Linked DNA regions of Mus musculus: regions 1 and 2 are each linked to region 3. Evidence: chromatin contacts called from public Hi-C and HiChIP or PLAC-seq data. All regions are on one chromosome and are shown on one strand. Each heading gives the region's core, a stretch centred on a gene start, on an enhancer-like site or on the middle of the called end of the contact. The rest is flanking DNA. Distances are from core to core; before and after follow the strand shown. Region 1 has its middle 54 kb from the start of Gm17619. Region 2 overlaps Dok5 (docking protein 5). Region 3 holds the start of Pfdn4 (prefoldin 4).

The links. A called contact is a pair of places that touch in the nucleus more often than the background predicts. HiChIP or PLAC-seq counts read pairs in DNA pulled down with a chosen protein or histone mark.
Region 1: a contact with region 3 is called in a Hi-C map of tail fibroblasts, with 8 times the contacts expected there. The contact joins the enhancer-like site here to the promoter of Pfdn4 in region 3. A contact is called at or near these places in 8 of 484 Hi-C or Micro-C datasets (the G1E-ER4 cell line, the MC38 cell line, the P5424 cell line and 3 more), 1 of 115 datasets of contacts at active chromatin or transcription factors (embryonic stem cells) and 1 of 9 other capture datasets (liver).
Region 2: an H3K4me3 HiChIP or PLAC-seq map of embryonic basal ganglia shows a contact between it and region 3, with 5 times the contacts expected there. The contact joins the enhancer-like site here to the promoter of Pfdn4 in region 3. A contact is called at or near these places in 2 of 39 promoter capture datasets (cranial neural crest and maxillary cranial neural crest), 2 of 484 Hi-C or Micro-C datasets (cortical neurons and embryonic stem cells), 16 of 115 datasets of contacts at active chromatin or transcription factors (craniofacial prominence, embryonic basal ganglia, embryonic forebrain and 7 more) and 2 of 9 other capture datasets (adipose tissue and embryonic stem cells).

The regions. Positions count from the first base shown.
Region 1 is chr2:170,245,699-170,249,435 of GRCm38.p6, forward strand. No RefSeq gene overlaps it. Among named protein-coding and RNA genes, the nearest start is that of Gm17619, 54 kb to the left of the region's middle. Within about 2 kb of position 2,148, at least 106 of the 459 cell types and tissues checked have an H3K27ac peak or open chromatin away from gene starts, as enhancers often do. A contact at or near this core is called in the MC38 cell line, myocytes and tail fibroblasts, where this site is marked.
Region 2 is chr2:170,836,114-170,839,763 of GRCm38.p6, forward strand. The region is part of intron 5 of Dok5 (docking protein 5); the gene reads left to right. Among named protein-coding and RNA genes, the nearest start is that of Gm35033, 62 kb to the left of the region's middle. RefSeq lists an enhancer at 1-3,328. Within about 2 kb of position 2,293, at least 59 of the 459 cell types and tissues checked have an H3K27ac peak or open chromatin away from gene starts, as enhancers often do. A contact at or near this core is called in adipose tissue, embryonic basal ganglia, embryonic forebrain and 3 more, where this site is marked.
Region 3 is chr2:170,509,639-170,513,470 of GRCm38.p6, forward strand. It overlaps Pfdn4 (prefoldin 4), which reads left to right and starts at 1,592. Exons shown (of 4, transcript NM_001110152.2): 1 at 1,592-1,831. The coding sequence starts at 1,808. Gm16796 (predicted gene, 16796) reads right to left here and starts at 2,289. Exons shown (of 3, transcript NR_040367.1): 1 at 1,201-2,289.

The DNA.
Region 1 (3,737 bases), core at 898-3,397, 260 kb before region 3:
CCATACCCTGCTTGATTGTCCCTTTAAACCCATGAATGGGTCAGAATTCCTCCAGCTCCTGTCAATATCGATAGGGGTTACAGTCTGAGACCACTTACCCCGCTTTATTCTCCCACAGGCTTCTCCTTTGTTCCAGTAAGTATCTCTTCGCAGCAGGCTGGCACACAGGAGATGATTAACATATCAATGGGAGGATCTCTTTGGGATCCAGAATTTGGTCTAAAGTTTTCCTCTTAGAAGCTGCCCAGGCATGCCTGTATATGGATTGTCTGTAATTACCCCTTAAAACAATGCCTGTGCCCAAATAAAAAAATTTAATCAGTGATGCCCCTGGACCTGTGCCTGAATAAAAGATTAACCAAGGAGCTCTCTGCTTGTGCTGAGACTTATACTTCAAGCCCTGCCCTGACTTGGCCCAGCAATGCCTGGCTCATTCGTCCCCACACCCGAGAGGTTTGGATTCAATGCCTCAAGAAAAATAGCTGTTGGTCACCACAGCGTGAAGCTTAATCAAATTTGTCTTCATGAATTTAGTGTTCTGACTCACCAGCGTGGGAGTGGGGGCTGATGTCAGGAGACACATCTCCGGATACCCGATCATTTGGCGGGTGAGAGTGGCATCGTGAAACATGGAAGCCGGAGAACTCGGAAGTTGGGGATGCCTGTAGGATTTCTTTTCCGTCCTCTTAGCTTTAGGCATTGACAAATGATGCACCGTTATCTGTCACCCCAGTATCACCCAGAGTCAAGACAGTGACTTAAACTGAACTATGGCACGGTTCAGGAGCAGTTCTGTGCTTTTTGTTTTGGTTACAAACTCCTTTTTCCTTTCAGGGGACAAGAAGACATAGGAGGGCGCCCTGGTTTGCCTTCCTGGTGCTGTGATAGACACCTTAACCAGAGGAAGTAACTTGGGGAGGCGAGGACCCTGCTTTCATTTACATCTTCATAGCTTGTTGGCTAAGCAGGCTGGCTGTGCAGATGAAGCCCCTGTTAGCACTCTCTGGCTCTCCTGGAAATTACCAACTGCACCAATGACTCTCCATCCGCAGCCCTGTTCTCTCCTCTTTGAGCCTTCCTGGCATCTCCCTGTTCTTCTCATGGATGCTCTTTCCCCAGCTCCCTAACAGCAGCATTCAGCAAGCTGTCATTCCTCTGAGAACCTGACACACAGTCCCAGCCCCAGTGCCTGCTTCCCCTGTTTGTGCAGCCCCTTTCCCTGTTTTTATAGCTTTGTGGTAATGAACAGGATCTGTGTCTGTCTGTCTTCCCTTCTCCAATTTTTTCTGCCTGTCTGTCCATCTGTCTGTCCTCTATCTCCCCACCCTCCAACTCCTTCCAGTGTTTCACTGTATAGCCCTGGCTGGTCTGGAACTTACTATATATACTATGCTGCCCTGGAACTCATAGAGATCCTCCTGCCTCTGTCTCCTAAATGCTGGGATTAGGACTAGATATTTCTATTGCCTGTTTTGTTATCAAAATTGTATTTGAAGAGGGCCTCACCCATTGATATATAGTGTTTACATGGCCCACACTGTGTGGCTGTGTGGTCCCTCTAACTGAGATATTCACTTCCTGGCCTTTTGAATGATGATGGTGGTGGCAGTGGTGGAGGAGGAGGAGAAAAAGGAGGAGGAGGAGGAGCAAGAGAAGGAGGAGCAAGAAGAGGAGGAACAAAAGGGGGAAGAAGAAGTGGAGGAGGAGGAAGAAGAGGAGGAGCAAGAGGAGGAAGAAGAGGAAGAGGGAGAGGGAGAAGGAGGAAGAGGAGGAGGAGGAAGAGGAAGAAGAAGGAGGAGGAGGAGGAGGAAGAGGAAGAAGAAGGAGGAGGAGGAGGAGGAAGAGGAGGAGGAGGAAGAAGAAGAAGATGAAGAAGAAAAAGGAGAAGGAGAAGGAGAAGGAGAAGGAGAAGGAGAAGGAGAAGGAGAAGGAGAAGGAGAAGGAGAAGGAGAAGGAGAAGAAGAAGAAGAAGAAGAAGAAGAAGAAGAAGAAGAAGAAGAAGAAGAAGAAGAAGAAGAAGAAGAAGAAGAAGAAGAAGAAGAAGAAGAAGAAAGCAGCTTCCTGGTTCAGTATAGAGATGAACCCTCTAGGCTATGAGTCACCAGCCTACATTCGAATCCCAGCTGTAACTCTTATTGCTCTGCCACCCTGGTTACACATCCAGGAGCTCTGACTCAGAATCCCTCCCAGCTGGTGCAGAAAAACATGACCACACCTCGCTAACTGCTTTGAAGTGCTCCTGAGGGCTCCCCTATGCTTGATGTCTTAGATTATGATCCTAGCAGATCTTTTCTGTTCTTATTTTTTAAAAAAAATGAAACACAGAACAATCTGGGCAACCACCTTTCCTGTCTTAGGGACAAAATTCATAGCATCCCGGTTGAGTCAGAGCAACTCAGGAGGTCTTCGATGACAGACTGTGGGGCTGTCTTTGATCTATTCTGGACACTCTGCTGACTCAGTGCTGACGACGGAAGACCCACTGGTGAAATGTCTGGGAGATCAAATATTTGTATGAGAGACTCAGGATTCCCAGCGGTCCCTGAAGCCTCATGGGAAGGGCTGGAAGGAATAAGAAAATTTACCAGGAACTGGTGTGGACTCCGACATCCGTTATTGCTGCCTGCAGTGGGTGATGGACAGACGGCAGTTCCTGGGAAGTTCTGTGAGGCCACTAGGTGGTCACAAGTTTAATTCGAGCCAGACATACAGGGCTGGCAAGGAGCACAAGATCCTGGTCTGCAAGAGATGCCTGTGGGCTCCGAGGAAGGTAGAACAGAAAGCAATTTAAATGAAGTAGGCAGCCCACAATTTGAAAATGGACGTCTGTTGTAGAGATGATTTTTAGTGGGGATATTGCCAGCATTTCAGGGGCCAAGGAAGAAGTGCAGGGAAGGTCGGGTTGCTGAATCCCTTGGGAACCTTGTCATCTTGAGGGATCCTGGGGGATCCAGGAATGTTTCCCAGGAAAAGGGATGACCACAGGGAAGCAAGCTTGCTGACAAGCCTTCTCCATGGAAGGAACTTGATGTTTTATTATTGTCATGATGCTGATTATGATTATTATTTATGGTGCTGGGTTAGGATCTGGGACCTCATGAATATTTGGCAAGCTCCCGACTTACGTCTCCAGTCCCAATCTCACTGCCCCTCTTACAAGGAGGGAAATACACTTAAGAGATTCACCATCAGATGATCAGCCCTACTCATGAGTTTCTTCCACCCTCCCCTGCTTGGCCCAGGTCTACGGTCTCAAAAGAAGTCATTCTTAGATTCTGTGTTTGTTCTCCATGGCTCTGCCTTGCTGTCGATGGCTGACGGATGCTGGGAGCTAGTGCACTGGATTCTCCTTTTTCGGGAGAATGGAATCTGCCTAAAGGATTGCCAGTCTCTCTGTCTTTGTATGACCAAGGCTGTAGTATGTAAGTCTGGGGCAGAGGGGCAGATGTTTGTCACCAAGACAATGCTGTGGTAGAGAGTTGGTCCATGCATGTTGCAGGAAGGACAGGGCAGGGATGAAGAGAGGCAGAGTGAGCAGCAGGGACCTGCCAAGTGATTCTTTTTTTTTTTTTTTTTTTTTTTTTTTTTTTGAGACAGGGTTTCTCTGTGTATTCCTGGCTGTCCTGGAACTCACTTTGTAGACCAGGCTGGCCTTGAACTCAGAAATCTGCCTGCCTCTGCCTCCCAAGTGCTGGGATTAAAGGTGTGCGCCACCACCTCCCGGCAAGTGAGTCCTT
Region 2 (3,650 bases), core at 1,043-3,542, 330 kb after region 3:
AGTGATATGTCTATGCATATGTGTGTGTGTCTATGGTACTATGTGTGTGTATGTGTCTGTGGGCATATGTGTATGTGTGTGTGTATATGATAGTATGTGTATGCATGTGTGTGTGTGCATGTGTGGTGTAGTAGTAGTAGTAGTAGTAGTAGTAGTAGTAGTAGTAGTAGTAGTAGATGCCTTTGGAGGCCAGACGAGGGCATCAGAACCTCTAGGACTGAAGTAGCAGGTGGTTGTGAGCTGCCTGATGTGGGTAGGCGGAGCCAAACCCGAGTCTTCTGAGAGAGAGACAAGTGTTCTTCACCTCTAGCCATCTCTGCTGCCCCCATATCATCTATAATCTTGTCAGCATCTCATTCCTTACTTATGAAGCCATCTTTACATGTTTAAGGAGGCCTCCATCAGTGAGTCACAGACTTAGGAAGAGCATCCTGATTTGATATTCCTCTATCCCTTGGCTAGTGTATTAATGCCCTTAGCTCGGGTTTAGTTGGTGAACCCCCATTTGCTCTTTTCTCTTGGAGCCTGGGCACACCTTTCCTGGGTAGCTGTGCAGTTGGGGCCAAGCCTCTGGGACCTTCTACCTATGTCTCCCTTCACCTCCCAGGACAAGTACATTCAACCCTATTGCCATTTTTTTCCCCATGAAGAAATTTGAAGATGAAGCATAAAAATTGTAATAACCTGCGACTGCACAAAGATTTCCTCCTGACAATAACAGTAACAATTCAGGTATTCTAGAGGCCTAAAGCTTTGTTGCTTCTTTTGTCTGAGGTGTTTGTCTTTAGCCTGCTGCTTCCGCTGCTCTGGCTCTGACATCTCACTTACACACATCAACCTGCCAGAGGCCACAGCTTTCCATGGGAAGATCCAATGGCAGAGTGCTCTTGGGGCAGCTACGTCCCTATGGATCCTTTCCAGAAGTGCCATTGTTCGCAGAAGGGTGGCAGGTGTCCAGTGAGCTTTCCCTTTTATGTTTGGAGCGGGCTGCTGGCTTCACATGCTTCGGTGGCAGGCTCTACCTCGCCTCCGAATGATTTAAATTAATACCCCGGGTTTCTTCGCCTCTGCAGGAGTGAGAGAGGCTCAGGAGACATTTGGCAGAACGTGCTAAATAATTTCCACACATGAATGCCTTTCTTTACTGACCGGAGAGAGAGTCTCTCTCGGGCCTTTGACATCATTTAAAAAGAAATTTTAGGTAAGCCAAGAAAGGTTCCCGGCACAGATGCTTCCCCTAAACTTATGAAAAGGTTTGTTTTTTTGTTGTTGTTGTTGTTGTTGTTGTTGTTGTTGTTGTTGTTGTTGTTGTTTTGTGTTTTTGTTTTGTTTTTTTGCTTGGGGTGTGAGACCATCTGAACAGACTCGGAGAATAAGTGATAGCTTTTCACATAGCTCACACCAAATGCACGCTCGCTGGTGAGCTCACACTGCGGAGAAGTTGGACTCTCTTCTAACTGAAGGGCCTATAAATAAAACAAAAGCCGCGTTGACGTCTCCTGGACACTCACGACTGGTACTCTCGATGCAAGCCACTGAACACTCTCGAATGTCTCACTCTTTCATGGGCGGTTCATTTCTTATTATCAAGGAAGGGGAAGGGAAGTGGGCAGGGTACCTTCCTTTTCACTATGTTGAACAGAGGAGTTCAAATAGGATGCTGGGTCTTGCACACAGACCTGCTCAGGAGAAACGAAATCCTCTTCTTCCACCAGGATTTGGAAATGATGGTGTCCCAGTTTTCCTCACTCTGTGTTAAAATGCTCTGAACCTCAAGACTGGCTTCACTTCCGAGCCCAAATGTGCGTCCAGGCTCCTCCCCCAAGACAGGTGCCATCTCCAACATCATCAGTCAGATTGGCATCCGTGTGACATTGTTCTGGGATGTGGTCCTTACCTTCCCTCTGAGATGAAGATGTGAAGAGATGTCCTTCCAGGAGCATCCGAGCTAAAACCAATGGCTGGAGGGAAGGGAGGAAGGGAGTAACATGATGCCAACACTCCTGCTTCTGTCTCTTTTCCTGCTCCTGCATGCATGAACCCCTGAGGAAGTTTTTCGCCTGTGTTTTCTGAAGAGAGCTGACCAGCCCTGCCTGCCCTGCTGGGTTATGCAAGGCCATTAGTCTGACTGATGTGTTTTTCTTGTATTGCCTTGGGCCCTCCCCCCACTGTGCTGTTTTGTCAAAGCCTAGAGCTACATTTTAATGTGTTGAGAGGGTGCTGATGAAAGAGCTCTAGGCCAATCAGTCAGACAAAGCAAGCAGGATGGGAGGGCCTGGGCACCAAGATTAGAAGAGGCCGGAAGGGAATTGTGTGAGAAGCAGAGGTTTTGTCAGTTCCCCACTGTGTGGGCCGCACAGTACAACTAAAGGTCACACATCATTTACTAAACAGACAAGAAAACTCCGACATTCAAACCAGAGGCCGCGCCGCGTGTCTGCTCTACTGAGAGATGTGAAAGCGAGCCAAGAGTGAAGTTTTGATGCCGTAGCCATTTTGCTATGCTTTGGTCCTTTGTTTTTGACCCCAGCATCTGAAAGATTTAAATGCTACTACTAAAGAAAGGATCTGCACTATGTTTTTAAAAGGAGACATTGGATGAGGCTGGGGATATAGCTCTGTTGGTAGAAGGCTTACCTCCCATGCACAAAGCCTTGGGTTTGCACTGTACCACTTGCTGAAATTGAGCACCGTGACTCACTCCTGTAAACCAGCACTCCGGAGGTAGAGGCGGGAGAGAGATCAGCAGTTTGCGCTCTCATGGTTGAATGCATATTGACTTGGAGGATAGGATGCGCTGATGACATCCTATCTCAAGATAAACAAGCAAACATTCAGGCATTGTCCAAAAGGGTCACTTTTTTTTTTTTTTTTTGGTTTTTCGAGACAAGGTTTCTCTGTATAGCCCTGGCTGTCCTGGAACTCACTTTGTAGACCAGGCTGGCCTCGAACTCAGAAATCCGCCTGCCTCTGCCTCCTGAGTGCTAGGATTAAAGGCGTGCGCCACCACACCGGGCTTCACTTTTTTCTTCAAAGTTGCTCTTGCCAGTTGATGAGTGATGATGTAGAGAGAGCATTGTCCTGTGAGCATTGTATTCTTTACTGTCACATGAGCATCGAGGACGAAGACCAAGAAGGAAGGAAGCTTTATCATGGAGCCTAATCTATGATCGATCAATCCATAGATCAATACATGCATGGATTCGGTAATAACTGAAACCACATTTTCTACCATGAGTTTTAGTCAAAACAAAACCAAGCTGATCAAGGCCCCTGGAGCACCTCTTCCGAGCCTTCTTGCCCTCAAGGGACAGGGCAAAGAGTAGGTGACTTCTTCCCCTTAAAGAGTCAATTAAGACTACTTCTTCCTCTTAATAATACAAATTCATATACTCTGTGTTTGTGGAATGGGGAGAGATGTGTAAAAATCACAAAATCTAATAGAACTTGGTGCAAGGAAGTGGTATCAAGGTTTTATGGCTTACGTGCAAAGGAGCTGAGAGTGGAGTTTGTGGTGGCATAAGATGTCTTCATGAAACACATCACGGAAAAGTGTCCAGGATCTCACCTTTTGTACTTTATTGGATAGGTACAACATAATGATTAAAATCCCATAATCAGCGTCCCTGACATTATCTTCTCAAGCTTAC
Region 3 (3,832 bases), core at 342-2,841:
CCTTCCTCAGGAGGGTGTTAGGACTTCACTCTGTGGAGTCCAAGTTCATTATATCCAGAGGGCTTGATGGTATGCAAGCAATGAGCAGGATTGCATTGTAACGATAGGAGATAGATTGTAACCAAATGGGCACATGCATTATACATTAGAACAGCGGTTCTCAACCTGTGGGCCGTGATCCTTTTGGAAAGTCGAATGGCCCTCCCACCCAGGTCAAGTATCAGACATCCTGCATGTCTGGCATTTACGTTACAATGTATAACAATAGCAAAATTACTGTTGTAAAGTAGCAATGAAATAATTTAATGGTTGGGAGTCACCACAACGTGAGGAACTGTATTAAAGGGTCACATTAGGAAGGTTGAGACCCACTGCGTCATAAGCAGACAGGCGAGATCTGCCCCTCTTCCCCTCCTTGGCATGCCCTTGTGCTTGAAGCCATAGGAGGGACTGGCAGAGATGCAAGAGCGCCCAGCCGTGCTTTTACTGTCCTGCGGCTCACACCTGGTCCTCCCTGTCCCTTGGTAAATGAGACAATGGCCCATACCCCAATACTCTAAGCTCTTCTGCCCTCAGACCTCCGACTTTCTGAGAGCAAAGTCTTGGCTACCGAAGTTAACAATGGCCCTGGTTACTAAGGAAGCTCGGTGCCCACTGGGCCCTGTGTGGGCAGTCTTCCCAGGCTAACATATTTGAGCGAGTGGAAGACATATTTCTGAACCAATTTAATTTTAAACACATAAAAGAATTCATTTCAGTTGCACATGATGGAGCACGCCTCTGATCCTAGCGCTTGGAGAGCAGAGGCAGGAAGATCTCTGTGAGTTTCAGGCCAGCTTGGTCTACACAGCTAGTTCCAGGACAGCTAGGATTACATTGCAAGACCCTGTCTCTAAATATAAATAGCCAAGCAACCGTCCAGTAAGCTATTATCTAAGCATTTAAGTTTGTTATAGCGCTCTAGGTCAGTGGTTCTCAACCTATAGATCGGGAGCCCTTTACAGAAGCCGCCTAATACTATCAGAAAATAGATATTTATTGACATTATGACCCAGCACCGTAGCAAATTTACATAATGAAGTAGCAACAAAACTACTTTTTATGGTTGGGGGGGGCACTACAACATTTAACTGTATTAAAGGGTCTCAGCACTAGGAAGATTGAGAACCACTGCTCTGGATCTTTTTGGGTGTCACCTACCTTTGGCTTCATCTATTCCTGGCTGATCCCCTAGTGTCCCCTGCAGTGATCAGTGGCATACAAGCTAAGATCAACTTCAAGAGTGGCCTTCAGCTTGTAGCTTCGCCAGCACTGGGTTTTTATGTGGTAGGGGCTGTAGATCGAACTCAGGTCCCCATGCTTGAGTGCAAATACTTGACCAAATGATTTACCAAATACTTTGCCGAAGCCACGCCCTTACCCTCCTTAGCTTCTCTCTAGGTTGTTGAATAAATGGAAAAAGAATTTCTTAAGCTTCCCATTCCACACAGCTGGGTGGTACCCAGCGCTCCCCCTGCTGGCCGTGGCTGGGATCTCGGGCCCGACTATTGGCCGCTTTTGGTATTTATGCCGGCCGAGAGGGAAGCTGCCTGTCCCTTTAATTGGAAGATACCAAGTGTTTCCAGGGCATAGTTTTTTTTCCTGAGTCCTTGCCCTGGGAATTTATAGTTCAGAGACACAGATAGCAGCAGTGTTGAGATAGTGCTGTGCGTTAGGGGGGAGTCTGGCTCAGCAGGGCTCGAGAGGGACCTCGGGGGGTGACGCACGCCCGAGTGGTTTTCCCCCGCGCCCCGTGGTTCAGTCCAAGATGGCGGCCACCATGAAGAAGGCGGTGAGTGCGGCGGGGCCGGGGTCCGAGGAGCCGTGGGCCGGGGCGTGTGAGGAGACGCGGGGCGCTGGGGGCCGGGGTCTGAGGAGGTGAGGGATGCGCGGGGCCGGGGCCCGCGCTGGGTACAGGGGTGCTTCTGTCCGCTCCGCTCGCCGTCAGGGCAACCGCCTCACCTGCTCAGGGTCGTGCATCTCCTCGGGCACCGGGTCGGGCTCCGCATCCCGGGCCGTCTGCTACCGCATCCCGGGGCGTCGTCTGCTACCGCACCTCTGTGCTCCGCCCCGGACCGCTCCGGTCGGTCCACGCTCCGTGCACCGAGTGTCTAATTGACGTTGAGAGCAGTCGGCCCGAGCGAGCGCGGTGGCTCTCCGGGCTTTTCCCAGCCATTAGGAAGGACACGGGTCCCCACGCTCTGCCCCGCACACTTCACAGCCAGCCAGCCAGCCAGCCATTCCTTTGGTGACTCATCTGGTGAGATGCTGGGTCTGGTGATTTTTGTTTGGTCAAATTAGAGCTCTTTATCATTTTTAAAACGACGTCCGATCCTTGTTCATGGGGCTCGGTGTGATGTCTTATCACACTTTTGAAAGACACGGACTTGTGTGTGTGTGTGTGTGTGTGTACACACCAGACTGGTCCACGGCTTCCTATGCAGTCAGAGATGATTTTGAATTTCTGACTCTCCTGCCTCCACTTTCCAGGTGCTGGAATCACCGGTGTGTGCCACTACCCCTGGCTTTTGGTGTGCTGGTGTGGTGGACCCAGGGCTTCATGCATGACAGGCAGTAGACATGGCTATGCAACCCTTTCAACCAATATTTTGAAACTTGAGCTAAATTTGAGCCACCAACTTAAGTTAAACTTCCATGTGGGTTTTTATAACCTAAACGTGTTTCCAGGAGTGCAGGTGTATCTAATACAGGGAAAGAATTGCAGAGGAGGGGAAAAAAAAAAAAGAACAAACAAGCAAACAGCTGATAGCTATTGGGGCTTCACAGTGTGTTCGGACAGTTCTTAGCATTTGCTAATTATTTTGATCTGCTGTGTCAACCTTTTGGGAGATTCTGTATTTATTCACTTTTAGCTGAAGAGGAAACTGAAGCGCAGAAGAAAAGCTGTGATTTAAAGAGCATTTGCACTCCAGGCTCCTGTCTGTCTGTCTCTCTGCCTCTGCCTCTCTCAGGCTCCTTGTCTGTCTGTCTCTCTGTTTCTCTGTGTGTGTGTTAGTGTGTGTGTCTCCCCCCCACCCCACCCCGGGCTCCTTGTCTGTCTGTCCGTTTGCCTGTCTGTCTCTGATGAGAGGCGCTTGGCTGAAGACAGTTGCTTTCACTCTACTTTGTAAGGCCCCTGTAGAATGCCTTTGTGTTCTCGCTGTTGGCACCGTGTAGTCAGTGCTTCTGACCACTGAAGGTTGATGCTCAGCATCCCAGTTCATTAAGAGGGAATGGCTGCTGAGCCTGGGGAGGCTTCAGAGTTCGAAAGAGCCCCTCGCCCTGGTCTGTCACCCACAAATTATTACACGGTAGCAGAGTACAGTCCGGGGCCACGGTGATTTGGCCAGGTAGGAACAGGTTCATTTTGCCTCTCTTGTTAGACTGTGCTCTCAGCTGTGGGTTACACTGGTCAGTTCCACGATAAACATTGTCCTTGCTTTTGCTTTTCTGAGACAAGGTCTCACTGTGTAGCATTTGCTGGTCTGGAACTCTTAAGAGATCTGACTGTCAGCTGAAATTGTGGAGAGCTTTTTGGCTGGGGACCCAGATCTCAGTACCTGAACTTGGAATAGAGTATGGTTTATTTCCTCTTAACAATCCCATAAGGTGTTACTGAGGCCAGGGTGTAGTCAGGGTCCAGGGCAGCTTACTTTCTTCTTGAATTTGGAGCAAGTCATGTCTTGTATAACTAGCAGAATTCCCTTAACTCTACAGTGATCCTTTTTGCCATTCTGCCTTCATTTCTCACATAGCCCAGGCTGGCCTCAAACTCACTATGCAGCTGAGGATG